Regions from separate parts of the Sus scrofa genome. Here region 1 is linked to region 2. A link is a contact called in public Hi-C data. All regions are on one chromosome and are shown on one strand. Each heading gives the region's core, a stretch centred on a gene start, on an enhancer-like site or on the middle of the called end of the contact. The rest is flanking DNA. Distances are from core to core; before and after follow the strand shown.

Region 1 (2,718 bases), core at 120-2,619, 98 kb after region 2:
TAGTACCTATACTCTATCATGTGTTAATTAATGAATAAACATATCAGTCTATTCTGTCACATTAATGAGAAGTTGTATTCTGTTATAAAGAGCAGAACAGCAAAACAATTAGGAAGAATTTTTGATCATATAAAGATCTTTTAGAAACCAGTAAAAATTGACTACTTTCTCTAAAGCACAATAGATGGTAGCCAATAGATGGAACACTGGGTCAGGAGCCAAGAAATGACTTTAGGTCTCCACTGTGTCTTGCATTGTGACCTTGGACTTCCATTCCCAAGAGTGAGAATTCTGGCTCTGATGTTCTATAAATCTAGAAGCCTACCAATATCTACTTTACTTTTCCACTCTTTATTGGGCTTTCAGCATGGATTACCATGTATTTGTCACTTATCTTCTACATTATTAGAAATTCAGTGAACTGAGAGTTCCCTTGTGGGACAGTGGGTTGAGAATCTGGTGTTGTCACTGCAACAGCTTGGGTCACTCCTGTGGTATGAGTTTGATCCCTGGCCAGGAACTTCCACAGGCCATAGCACAGCCAAAAAAATAAAAGAAAAAAAAAATTCATGTGAACATATTGCCCAACCCAACCCAAAGTGGTTTCATTTATATTATGCTTTTAGTATAAGAATATGTAGTATATCATTCACTTAAAAAGCAAGTGAGGATTGTGCGATGATGCATTTTTAAGTGTAGCCCAATTTAGCTAGCTTTAGTAATAAATATTCTCTGAAATGAAAGCAATTACTGCATAATATTATGTCTTTTAAAGAACTTAAAGAATACACAAATTATTTTAAATGAAAGCTTCAAAAGCCTGAATCTGTTTTTTAATATATGCATTATAATCGTAAATTGTTTGCTTTAATGCAATATTTTTAATGTATTAACATAAAAACTTGGAAAAGTAAAATGCATGTACTCATGAAGAAATAGAATTATGAACATCACATTTAAAATACTTCATGTATGAAGTTACTTTAGAAACTAAATCTTATCCCTTAAGGATTTTGGCCACTGTTTATGTAGTGCTGTGAAAAAAGTACTATGAAAACGTTTGGCAGCTGAGGAACAGAATGTTTTCCCCTTTTAGAATGGTGTTAGAGCAGACTACAGGGAGAGTCACATTTGTCAGGGCAAAGGTTGCTGGAATTCTATTTTAAGTTACAGTTTAAAAGTCAAATGCACCATGCTTATTTTTCGATCACAAAATTATTCATGGAAATCTTTCTTTTTATATTAAATGGAGGATAACTCCAGGAGAAACAAGAATGAGAAAGAAAACATTCTTCCTTGGTTTTAATCTTCATTGAATCAGTGTGGGTTTTATGCCCCTCAGTGCCTGGCACATCCACATAACACAGGTGCCGGAAGACCAGGCTCCCTGGACAGAGAACGCTGGGCATCTGTGAGGGGCCGCCTTGGGAGAGGAAGTATTTTAGAGCCTCTGCCTATCATTTTCATCAATTCTAAGGCTCATATTGTAACATCTCCAAAATAGGGCTATATCTTATTAGCAGTGATTTCTTGGCATTGAATTGGAAACTTTGCTGGGATTTTAGAATCAGTAAAATATGCAATCTGTACTCTGCCTCATGATTCCTAATGTCAGATTTTGTGGGTATTTAGATAATACAGGGACTTAAAATTTACGCAGTCATGTGTCCCCTCATTGATCAAGTATGAGGGTCAAAATAGTAAAGATTTTTCTTTGAAAGTTTCCTAAGCAACAAGTTCTCACTGAATGAAAAGCTAAGAGAATGTAATAAAGTCCTGATTTTAAGGAAGGAAGAGAAAGCTCTATGCAGACCTGTAATTTGGAATTTTTTCATGGAATGTTTGAAAATGGCACTTGAGTTTGTCTGGTATATGCGTGTTTTTGGGAGCAATTCTTTGTCAGGCGGTGGACATCCTTACGGGTAAGGTGGGACGGCAGGAACGAGCGTCCATTGAGGTCGGGAGCACAAACGGACTCTACCGCTTCTAGCGACGGGACCTTGCTTAACATTTTTGAACCTCCTTTCTCTCATGAAATTATAACACAACTTCACTCTGTTGGGGAGATGGCTCGGATCGTCAGTGTTGGAAAGTGAGACACATGAACACGGGGAGATCTAGACAGGGCTCTTTACTTCTGCAGAAGGGCACGGGTACTTAAAAAGCACACGCAGAGAAGAAACGACCCTTCCTATTTATCCCTAACGTGAGTGATGTACGTGTCCCCTTCCCATTGGTCAGGTCGGGGCACACGTTCTTCTCGGCTGGCTAATTTGAAACAAATTGTTACTGGGAGAAGAGGGAAGGGGGGTTGGTGTCGCAGGAAGGCGGTTCAACTGAAACCAGAGCAAAATGGAGTAACTAAGATTTCCTTTAGTAGAAAAGACATTATGTTACTTTCCACAACCCTTAGTTGTTTAAAAATAAAATAAGCTGGGTTAAGAAATGATGTCTGTATCATTAACGTTATGTTTATTTGCTGTACAATATTAAATTCCTCTATGGAAAAATTTTATTTAATCCAACAGTCATTGATTTGGGGTGTCTCCAATATACAAAAAAGACAAGGATGAAAATGACAGTAGCTTAAATTTACCTGAAGTATATACAGCTAAGAGGGATATTACTATCTAGCTACATATCCTACATAAGAAGAAGGAGCCAACTGGGAGTTCCCACTGTGGCACAACAGTAATGAATCTGACTAGTATCCATGAG
Region 2 (2,700 bases), core at 80-2,579:
TGGGTGCAGAAAATTTCAAAGAAACTCCTGTCTTCACAGTGAACAGTAAAAAAAAGGAATAAGCCAAAAGAAAAGAATAACTACAAAGGTTAGGAGTCCATATATTTCATAAAGATCTAGATCCATTTTTAAGGTAAGTATAAAATAGGAAATTAATCAAACGTTCTTTCATATAGTACTTCAATTTAGTATTAAAAGAAAGTAAAAGCCTTCTTATTTTCATGCATTTTAAGACTTGTTTTAACTGAATCACAATTAGACAATGTCAGATCCCCACAAGCAAACTGGTAAATATGTTAAGCTAAGAAACACACAAGCTAATGGAAGTAAAAATATCTAAAATAGTTAAAATCATTATTAGATGCATCTCAAGGTTACTTCTAAGTTACAGTGTATTCCCAGTGCCTTTGAATTTTATTTTGAGCATATTAGCCAGAAGAATACGCATGATGGAAGAAAGTACTTGAATTTTTCTATCTACTAGCCAAATCCTTAAAAGAGTATTCTTTCAAGTAGATTTTATGACCTCTCCATCATGTTTTTTAAATTATTGCTCCAAATGAGCCTTCCCATGAATGTTGTATAATGAATGTCACTACCAATACTTTATAAGAGTCCCCAAATAGCCAAGCTAATTGGTTATGCTGAGCTGGGCATTTCTCCTCTGCCCGGCCAAGTAAAGTGACATGAAACAATAACTCAACTGTATATTCTAATATTGCCTAGAAGAAACTTTTCCAAGTATCTTGCTGGTTGCTATAGAAGCTGATTAACTAGGCTTTTCTTCATCTGACAATTACAGCACCCTTCTTACCCCCTATTAACGACTGGTTTATTACATACATCCTATGTTACTCTCCAAAGGTTGGTTTGTTTCTTTTGTTCGTTTGGGAAAAAAAAGAAAAGAAAAACCAAACCCACATCCTAGAAGAATTCAATCAGCATCAAAATCAAACTTAAATATAGACTGCTGAATCAGAGCCAGAAAAACCCAACAGGTTGCTTTCATTCCTTCCTTCCCAGCCCGGTGATCCTACCTTAGCAACTTGTAAGGGCTGCTGCTGCTCTTTGCCACCTTGCAATCTGAACCCCCAGGGCGCCCCGCCGGTCATGGAAATGCAGATAAAATCCCCCGTGCCCATTTTCTTCTTTTAGTTGGGTAGCATGAAGAGCTTGAAAGGACAGACGAAGTCTGCGTGCGGTTGAGGCTGTGCACTCAGCTCCGGGGTCCCGCCCAGGACCAGTACTGGGGCGCACAGAGACTGGGCTGCAGCCGCCGCCGCTGGCCGGGTCGCAGCTGCTGCGAGTTTGCGCCGCTAATGGGATCACTGACAAGGCGGTGGAGGCGCTAGAGGCATTGAGGACGCAACCCACTCTTGCGTCACGCTCCTTTGCTCAGCCCACCTTCAGGGAACCGAAAGAGCCTCACACGTAAGAAAAGGTCCCCATTTTGAGCAAGATGCGGGGCTGGGTGGGGGAACCAAAAGTTCTCTAGTTCTTCCTGATTAAATCCCAGCCCTTAAAAGAAAGAATAATGGGAAAACTTCCATTTAATATTTCTATAAATAGTAGAGGACGCATGAAGGTTTTAAGCTGCAGGCCACGAGTGACATCCTAAAATATGAGTTCTGAGAACTCAACTACGAGAGGATTAGATTCTCTCAAATAAATGTTTTGAGAATTACCACACTGATGATTGAAACAGACAAGGGGAGTTAAAATGGATTAAATTATTCATTTTCTTAGCTTTTACTGTTTGCAACCTGCAGAACTAATCCCATAAGAAGAGAAAATAAAAGAAAGCAAAACATTTATTTAAAAGAAAAAAAAAACCCTTTTACTCTGAAATGTACTTTTCTGAACTGGTGTGTTTATAGTTCAGAAGAAAGAAGAGACAAACAAAAAGAGGGAGGAAGGATTTACTCCTGGAAACTGCGTTCTTATAACTATATCTAATTGCACGATTTGGAATATTTTGTTTTATTTTTTATTTATTATTATTATTATTATTTGTCTTTTTGCTATTTCTTGGGCCGCTCCCGCGGCATACGGAGGTTCCCAGGCTAGGGGTCGAATCGGAGCTGTAGCCACCGGCCTACGCCAGAGCCACAGCAACGCGGGATCCGAGCCGCGTCTGCAACCTACACCACAGCTCACGGCAACGCCGGATGGTTAACCCACTGAGCAAGGGCAGGGATCGAACACGCAACCTCATGGTTCCTAGTCAGATTAGTTAACCACTGCGCCACGACGGGAACTCCTGGAATATTTTTAATTTTCATTAAAAATTAAAGTAATGTTTCATTTTCTTTCTTCCTTAACAAGAAGAAAACTTCTTAAATCTTCATGGTCAGCCAACTGCATGCTATGTCATGGACAAATTTCTTTTATAGTTCTTCCGTCATGTGTTCTGAGTCGGGGTGGTCCAATATAAAAGTTGATTTTATATGTGGTCCAAAACATTTTAATGTTTTAAATCTGAATACATCCTACTAAATGTACAAATGGAACATTTTTATTTTCCCATAATACTTTTATTTTCCATGACATTCATCCACATAAAAACAAGCTAAATAAAGAAGAGCCTGGGAAAGTTAGTTTGTGGCACTAGACCAGTGACTTACAGACACTTTCCCTGTTTTAGTACTGGGAAGCATTAGACAATGATCAGTTACACAGTCCTGCTTCCAGAACCCAAAC

Evidence for each region. A called contact is a pair of places that touch in the nucleus more often than the background predicts.
Region 1: a contact with region 2 is called in a Hi-C map of skeletal muscle, with 4 times the contacts expected there. The contact joins the enhancer-like site here to the promoter of SYNPO2 in region 2. A contact is called at or near these places in 2 of 5 promoter capture datasets (fetal liver and liver), 21 of 47 Hi-C or Micro-C datasets (adipose tissue, alveolar macrophages, blood and 11 more) and 1 of 2 datasets of contacts at active chromatin or transcription factors (skeletal muscle).

What each region holds. Positions count from the first base shown.
Region 1 is chr8:104,940,477-104,943,194 of Sscrofa11.1, forward strand. All of the region lies in intron 11 of SEC24D (protein transport protein Sec24D), which reads left to right. Among named protein-coding and RNA genes, the nearest start is that of SYNPO2, 98 kb to the left of the region's middle. Within about 2 kb of position 1,370, at least 8 of the 83 cell types and tissues checked have an H3K27ac peak or open chromatin away from gene starts, as enhancers often do. A contact at or near this core is called in fetal skeletal muscle, liver and skeletal muscle, where this site is marked.
Region 2 is chr8:104,842,840-104,845,539 of Sscrofa11.1, forward strand. SYNPO2 (synaptopodin-2) reads right to left here and starts at 1,330. Exons shown (of 5, transcript XM_021100699.1): 1 at 1,038-1,330. The coding sequence starts at 1,142. All of the region lies in intron 3 of SEC24D (protein transport protein Sec24D), which reads left to right.